Regions from separate parts of the Mus musculus genome. Here region 2 is linked to region 1. A link is a contact called in public Hi-C data. All regions are on one chromosome and are shown on one strand. Each heading gives the region's core, a stretch centred on a gene start, on an enhancer-like site or on the middle of the called end of the contact. The rest is flanking DNA. Distances are from core to core; before and after follow the strand shown. Region 1 overlaps Tenm4 (teneurin transmembrane protein 4). Region 2 overlaps Tenm4 (teneurin transmembrane protein 4).

Evidence for each region. Hi-C and Micro-C count contacts between places; a contact is called where the count stands out from the background.
Region 2: a Hi-C map of the N1E-115 cell line shows a contact between it and region 1, with 5 times the contacts expected there. The contact joins two enhancer-like sites. A contact is called at or near these places in 3 of 39 promoter capture datasets (cranial neural crest, pre-B cells and stem cell-derived epiblast-like cells), 1 of 15 datasets of contacts at CTCF or cohesin (embryonic stem cells), 14 of 484 Hi-C or Micro-C datasets (3T3-L1-derived adipocytes, the N1E-115 cell line, bone marrow-derived macrophages and 7 more), 2 of 115 datasets of contacts at active chromatin or transcription factors (embryonic stem cells and microglia) and 1 of 9 other capture datasets (embryonic stem cells).

What each region holds. Positions count from the first base shown.
Region 1 is chr7:96,842,018-96,845,665 of GRCm38.p6, forward strand. Tenm4 (teneurin transmembrane protein 4) reads left to right here. Exons shown (of 33, transcript NM_001310762.1): 21 at 909-1,170. Among named protein-coding and RNA genes, the nearest start is that of Gm15413, 42 kb to the left of the region's middle. Within about 2 kb of position 1,929, at least 7 of the 459 cell types and tissues checked have an H3K27ac peak or open chromatin away from gene starts, as enhancers often do. A contact at or near this core is called in the N1E-115 cell line, where this site is marked.
Region 2 is chr7:96,909,261-96,913,387 of GRCm38.p6, forward strand. Tenm4 (teneurin transmembrane protein 4) reads left to right here. Exons shown (of 33, transcript NM_001310762.1): 33 at 1-1,833. Among named protein-coding and RNA genes, the nearest start is that of Gm22226, 8.8 kb to the right of the region's middle. Within about 2 kb of position 1,526, at least 14 of the 459 cell types and tissues checked have an H3K27ac peak or open chromatin away from gene starts, as enhancers often do. A contact at or near this core is called in the N1E-115 cell line, where this site is marked.

The sequences.
Region 1 (3,648 bases), core at 679-3,178:
GCTAGTCCAGACAAAACTACAAGCTCCTGGTTCAATAAGAGTCTTGTCTCAGTGCCTGGACCTGGTAGTGCATGCCTTTAATCCCAGCACTTGGGAGGCAGAAGCAGGCAAATCTCTGAGTTTAAGGTTGGCCTAGTCTACATAGTGAGCTCCAGAACAGCCAGGACCATAGACAGACCCTATCTCAAAAATAAAAACCAAAAATAAACAGAGTGGGGATGGAGGAGAAAGCTATGTCAAATATAACATACAGAAGCAACTGAAGAAGACACCTATACCTATATCAAACTATGGTCCCCATACATACACATACACAGAGAGATGCATGTGTATGTGTGCATGCACATGCACATACACATACAGAGAGAGGGGGGAGGGGAAGGGGAGAGAGGGGGAGGGGGAGAGGGAGAGGGGGAGGGGAAGACGGAGAGGGGGAGGGGCGAGAGGGGGAGGGGGAGAGGGGAGAGGGGGAGGGAGGAGGGGGAGGGAGAGGAGAGGAGGCTGACTGATTTACTCATGGCCACACTATAGTTCATGGCAATAAGGATTCAATGCAGGGCTCAATAATGCCCAGGGAACACTTATTCAATCTCATTCTGCTGGCTCTTTGTGGGCTCTGGCTGACACAGTAACAGCACCAGGCGCTCCACAGCAGAGGTTCACCAGCTGCCCTGGGTTCTGCTAAACAGCTCCTGCTGCAGTGGCTAATTTGGCATCTGTAAACTCTCTCTGGCCAATCATCTTGTAGCAACAGCTAAAGGTTTCCAGGGTCATTGTCACTGTTTGTGACTGCAATCCGGTCTCTGGGTGTCAGAGTAGCACTCACCAAGTTCTCAGCCCTTTCCTGTGACTTTCAGGATCTCGGTTCTCTTCATCTTATTTCTGCCGTTACTGTCCCCCACCCACAGCTTTGACCTGGTCACAAATGGCGGCATCTCCATCATCTTGAGATTCGAAAGGGCACCCTTCATCACACAGGAGCATACCCTCTGGCTACCCTGGGATCGCTTCTTTGTCATGGAAACCATCGTCATGAGACACGAGGAGAATGAGATCCCCAGCTGTGACCTGAGCAACTTTGCCCGTCCCAACCCTGTGGTCTCTCCATCCCCACTGACATCCTTCGCCAGCTCCTGTGCTGAGAAAGGCCCCATTGTCCCAGAAATCCAGGTACCCAGGCTCCTTGACGACATCAGGCTATTCTTTTCTTTTATTTGGGGGCAGAAGATAATCTCACAGATAATGGCAAAAGTGAAAGTGCCTGTACGGGCCTGGGTAAGACCCTCCCCCCAAAGCCCACTTTACCAAATCGCACCATGGGCATGGCATCAGAATATAAAGACTATCTTTCATGCTAAAGACTGGTGCATGCCTCCAGTCTGCCTGGCACACTGGGGCTTGCAATAAACTCCTTGGCTCTTCCTACCCTGTCTCCCTGTTCATTCTTCTTTGTTCTTCAGCTTTCAGAATCTCACCTCTCTTGGTATTTCTGCTCTAAGTACTTATAATAATAGTTTCTATGAATAGGAATAAGCCATGGGACCCCAAGTATTAAGCATTTTAATAAAGAGTAAATAAGAAAAATGTAACATGAGGTACTTAGCACGATGTCTGATACCTACTAAGTGCTCGATAAATTTTAGCTATTATTATTGCTAAGATTATTTAACACATGCTGCCTTCATGCCAATTAAGGATTGCTTTGGATCAAATCTACACACGCAAATGGTTTACTTCATTATCATTAAAGGGAAGTAATCGAGAAAAAATGTATTTTAATCTGATGAAAATTAAGATAGATTCTTTGCCTAACAAAGCCGTTCTGAGTTGGATCTCCTCCATCATCCCCAGTCTGATGTCTGTAGGCAGAAAAGAAGGCCAGAGGAAGAGGGGGAAACAGCAGCACAGAAGCCCAGAGAAGCCCAGGTCACCAGGTCACCTGCCTGCCTAGTGAGACCTCAGCAATGTGCATGTTAATGGATTGCCCTGGTGCGGGTAGACCAGAGCATTTATACATTTACATTTACATGTGTGTGTGTGTGTGTGTGTGTGTTTCACGCCTAGATGAGCAAACACATCTCCCTGGACATCCCCTGTTGAGTAGTTTCCAGTGTCAGTCCCCAATAAAAAAACATAACCATTTCTGAATTCTCACTGTACAGAAAGCTCACTCCTTCTCAGAGATTCAACGCCTGTCTCCTGTCTCAGTGGCCAGGCTGACCTTTTGTATGAAATGCTTGTCAGTAGAGACAGAGCTTGCTGGAGAGAAGTAATTTGTTAGTCAACCCTGGCTCGGCTCCAGCTAGACATCCTTTCCCAGGAGCAGGGACTGGGCAACAAATGAGGTTCAAGGTCAGACTCTCTTTACATTGCTCTCTGAGCTGGGTGCCCCAGTGGGGGCACAAACCTTGCTTACTGTTAGTCCCACCAAACACCTAAAAAAACAAACTCTTTGTCTCCCTGGTCCCATTGTCGTTGATGTTTGCAAGTGCTGGGATGTGGAGATTGAGATGGGTGCATTAGCAAAGGGAAATGTTTATGAGAGCATCAGGCTAGCACTCAAGCGCTGCCGATGGCTCACCCGGGGGTGTAGCCTTCTTTGCCTGGAACTATAAACTGTGGCCTGGGAAGGCGGCCCTAGATTAAGCCCAATCTATAGCATTTCCTGTGTTTGAAAAAGCTTCACAGACAAAACATCTACACCCTTCTATAGAATAAACAGAATGAGAAGGGCTCAGCTCCCCTGTAAACAGAGGGTAAAAATAGCCACATCCCTTGAATGGACATGTTAGGCTCAATTGACTTAATGTTCTCTTCTTGAGCAAGAGCCTGGAGCATCGAGCTGATGGCAGTCCCCTGTGTTTGCCTTATGGTGATCATCTGGACTGCAATGACTGGTCCCTTCTTCAGTCTTCTCTGCTCATCTGGAAGGCACTGGGGTTGGGAGCCACTGTGCACTGAAAATTCCTCTCTGGGGACAAACTGGGACATTGGAACAGGACTTTGTCAGGTTCTCAAGCACGGCCTGATGATGTATTTGTTCAGCCTAGTGTGGTCTCTGTTGACTGTCCTGGAAAGGATACATTTAAACTCCATCTTACTTTAAGAAAGCTCTAGATAGAAACCATCATCTATCAGGCTCTGATTGCTGCCTACATTAGTCTTTCTTCATGGCAGCCCTGCTCTCAGCTCCCCGGGTACCAGCCATACCCTGTCCTGCCTAATGATGGCTAGGCACTTTGCATATATGGCCTTACTGGTATTGATCCAGTGAGGAAGTACAGATTCCCAGACTCCTTGAGTTTTCCTGACTGACACAGCTAATGAATCAAAGCTATACATTGTTGAGTATCCTTATGTGTCCTCTCAGGCCCATGTTAAAATATCTTCATTTATGTTGCACTGGAGAGAGGTCCAAGGCTCACACAGGTGAGTTTGTTAGTGCAGGTACACCATGTAGGAACTGGCCCTGGAGACCAGGGCTAGTCCTCCTTCTGCCTCTCCCATTCTCTTCCCGCTCCTCTCCCTACCATCTTCCTGCTATTCTTCCTCCTCCTCTTCACTGCCTTCCCTTCTGCTTCTTCCTGTGCCTCCTGAACACCCAAAGGCCACAGGCCTTGGATGTCACTTCCCCCAGGACCCACAGTG
Region 2 (4,127 bases), core at 276-2,775, 67 kb after region 1:
GGCACAGGCCACAGTTCCTTTCGCCCATTTAGGAGACTTTAAATATAAAATGCCATCCTGGACAGCTCCCGCTCTTTCGACACTCATTACATCTATCCACTTGAGAGAGTGACCGGGTCTTCCTCACTGGTGGAAGTTTGTGATTCTGATGGGAGTTAGCTTCTGAACCTCTAAGGATTGCTTTTGCATAGTTCCCACCTTCTCCACCCTCCACAACTGCCAATTAGTCCCCCAGCCTCAGCCCCTCCTCCAAGACCTTAAACAAGACTTTATTAGTTTCTGACCTCGTCTTTTATACCCTGAGACCCCCTTTATGGTCATCTCCCAGGCAGGCATCACTAGATGGTATTGTGGTGATATTGACTCCATAGTAAACCACACTTTAGCCTTTAACACTTGGCTCAGAGCCACTGGTGGAAAACTAGCCCAAGGTCCACACCAGTGCCTGACTCTACTGAAGGATGCTGGGCTTGAAAGAAACCCTAGGAAGCTAAAGGGAGACTGCTGAGGCTGGACAAGTGCCTGAAAATAAGAGGGATTGCATGGGGAGGGGGGCAGATGATGAAGAAGAGCCGAGTAAGCTGAGTAAACTGGCTTTATAGGCTTGAGGCAAGGGAAGAAGAAGAAAGGGCCTTACAACTGTGACTTAAGTGACTGCCTTTATAGAGAAGGTTTTCAGTGTGACATCTTAGAACACATCTTTGCCATTTGCAGTCCTTGTGTTTCTGCTGGCCATGTGATGTGGTGAGAGCAGTGACATTGGGCTTTGTACCCGGGGAGATGAGCTGGCTGGCTTCCAGCAGAGGGCTGGGCTTTGGGGTTAAATCACCCATTACACAAAGATGAGTGTGTCCTTCATCCCTCACATCAACTGCTTAGCCCAGGTTATGCCGATTCTGGGGTAGGAGGATTCACCTCCCATGGGGTCCCAGTCTCTCCTCTCTCCCGGGATCTTCATCAGGACTAAAAGCCCTCCACGAGAGGCACACCGTCCCCAGCTAGGTCAAAACCATTGTCTATATTTTGTGAGAGGGGACGGAAGTAAAAAATGAACTCTGTGGTTCAAGACCTTTTTATTTAGCCTTCCCAAAACAGCAAACTCATTTTAAAGACTCATTGCTCAGGTGACTGAAACTTTATCCTCTCCAACCCATCATTCTCAAAAACCAGCCTTGTGTACTTGACTGCCCGGAACAGTGGCGGGCTATGCGGTTTCACGGTGTTGTGGAAGATCAAAGGTGGGGAAGCATGGGGTGGGAACCCTGTGTTGTGTTTCAGAGGCCTCGGTGGGGCCCTGTGTTGTACTTCTTACCCTCTGGGGAATGCCAAAGGCGTGAGACTGGGCTACTTCCTAGTCCCTAAGAAAAATGTGATTGATTCTAAGGGCTGATGGTTCAGGGCTGACTGCCCGTGGGCAGGCTCGGCTGTCCCCGCAGAAGCTGACCCACAGATGTCTGGTGGTTCCCAGCAGCTCTAATCCACTCATCACCAGAACCCCACTGTTCTAAATGTGCCCGTCATTCTGAGGACTTCTGAACCCGCAGCTCTGGCAAAGGACGATAATGAGCTGCCTCTGGATGACCAACACTGGAGACTCTGGCCTTACCATGTGGAAATAGTTTTCCTGAAGTCTGGAACTAATTTTGAGAAGTTTTTTTCTCAACACTTTTGTGTTTCTAACACTGTATTCTTGACTGTGTAAATACCAACAAGGCTGTAAATAAATGCAGATGTAGATACCTTCTAGAAAAAAGGGGGGAAAGCATAAAAACAAAACCAGAAGTGATCCCGTGTAGCCTTCGTTGACAAATAAAAGACTATTTTGTGTTTAAAGGTGTGCAGTGGCCTTTGTTGGGAGACAGTGGCAGTTACCAGGAGGGCTGGAGGAAGACCCCCATCTTAGTCCCAGAGTCCCTTGCAGGTCCTACCTGTCATGAACAGCGGTGTCTGGAGGATCACAGAAGACCAGAGGCCTCACTTACTAAAAGATGAGGTACACACAGAGGCAGCTCTCACCTTAGCTAGTGCCAAACTGCCTTAAGCTGTGTCCTAGCCTGGTTCTTATGCTCACTGGCTTCAAAGACAGATTCCAAGGGGCAGGAACACCTGGCCCCATCCACCACCAAACGCAGGACCTGCCACAGAGTTACTGCACCTTACAAATTAACAGGCGCGTGTTCAACTGAGACGTGATAATAACCACATAGTACAACTTAGGGAGAGAGGAGAAAAACTCCTTGAGTAGTGTAGGTGTTTTCCTGCTGTGTTCTTTTCTTTCCAATCTAGCGTAGTTCTAATCACAGTGCGTGGGAACCTCTCTCTTTTAATCGCACACTTAAGCTATGAGACCTCAGTGTCAGGGGTGAATGCTGGTAGTCTTGAAGAGATTATTTACTGAGCCCAGCTCCCGGGTGTATGTGGCAAACTTTATGAAAATTCAAACAACCGTCCTTCTAAGTCAGGAATGCCATCCCACTCTCATTGACCCCAGGTTGGCCCATGCTAAGCTCTAGGGAAAGGAGGGTCAAGCTATAATAGGCCCCTTCCTTCCATGCAGGCTGGATGGAGACATCACGGCAGAAGTGACAGGCAGCATCAGCAGCGCAGCCCTCCACTGTGAGCCACCTCAGCATGGACAGGGGTTCCGGTGCTACGACCTGACCTTTGGTCACTGAGGTACTCTGCACGCCAGATCGTGCCTCTCCATGAGGGCATGGTGACACAGACCTCCTGGTCGATTTCTTCTTGTGTCACTTAAAGAAGGATGTATGTAAAGTAGCTCACTGCTCAGAACACCATGCCCCCTCTGCCCAGCCCAGCCAACCCAGACCCTTAACTGCTGTCCAAAGCTTAGCACTCTGTACTCTATAATGTTTCTCAAGCTTTGACTTGCAGTTTATGAACGTATAGCACCTCCCCCTCCCCCTGAATTCCCAAATAAGCAGGCCTGGAGGGTAGCCCCAGAACATGCAGTTCTAATCGGTTCCCAGGTATTACTGCTTTGAGAACTGCTGGTAACTATGCTACCCTCAATGCTGTGTACATAATAAATTGTTTAATGTGTGTGACACTTCAGATGCCCCGAGTCAGCAGAACCTCCCCTTTCTCCCAGTGGGCAGCTGCGCTAGCCCACACCCCGACACCCCTACCCCATCTACCTTTCCCTCTGCATGTACCACAATGGGCTGCCTGAGCTCTTGGACCACTCAGTCAAGCCCCAGACTTTCGCCTGTCAGTTGTTCACACACAGTCTTCACACCTGGCTGAAATCAACTCAAAACCTTTTGGACACTCTTTCTGCTCTCACAAGATGCCCCCAGTGCGTCCTCTAAAGCTGACCTGAGCTGTTCAAGACGGGGCCACTTCAGGAGTGAGCTCCTCTCCAGGTTAATCAAAACTAAATTTCATCCTCTGTGTGTTCCCAGTGTCCCAAATACGAGTCCAGCGCCTCATCCGTTGAAGGTTGGCCTCTCTTTGACTTCAGGGTCCAGTCCCTCCAGTGGAGAGTCATCAGTCCACAGCTGCCCCGAAGAGCCAGACACTTCTGGCCCTCTCTACACTCCAGTAAAAGTTGCTAGGACAGCTCACCAAGACTCAGTGGGGTTGGCTGTTGAGAATGAACACACAGGGCCTTCGGTCACCTCATTCAGAGAGACTGGTAGAGTCCTGTGTCCTGCCCCAGAGTGAACACGTGATGAGGGTCCGTGGGTTAGAAATGAATGCAGCCAAGATGACAGGACTTCCAGTTAGCAGTGGATGGGGCTCTAGGTACCTTTGCTCACCAGTTTCCCCTGGGTTCTGCCACAGGAAGCACTCATAGATGTCTGTTAGATGAACGGTGCACACATCTCTGATTCTGTAACAGCCCACCCCACCCTCTGCCAGGTCTCTGGACCTCTCCCCACTTTGATTCCTATTCTATAACTGACTGCAAAAGCACACAGGAAGTGCTCCCCACTAAGTGAGTGCTACTCAACTCTGAGGCCAAATGTCTGCCCCAGCCTCCCTGACCAGATACTTCTGGGGACAAGCACTGTCTGGTTTAATGGTGAGATCTCAGCAGAGAGAGTAAGAGTTGCCTCTAGACAAGGTGCTGTCTGCATTAATCCTGATTGAACCCACACCAT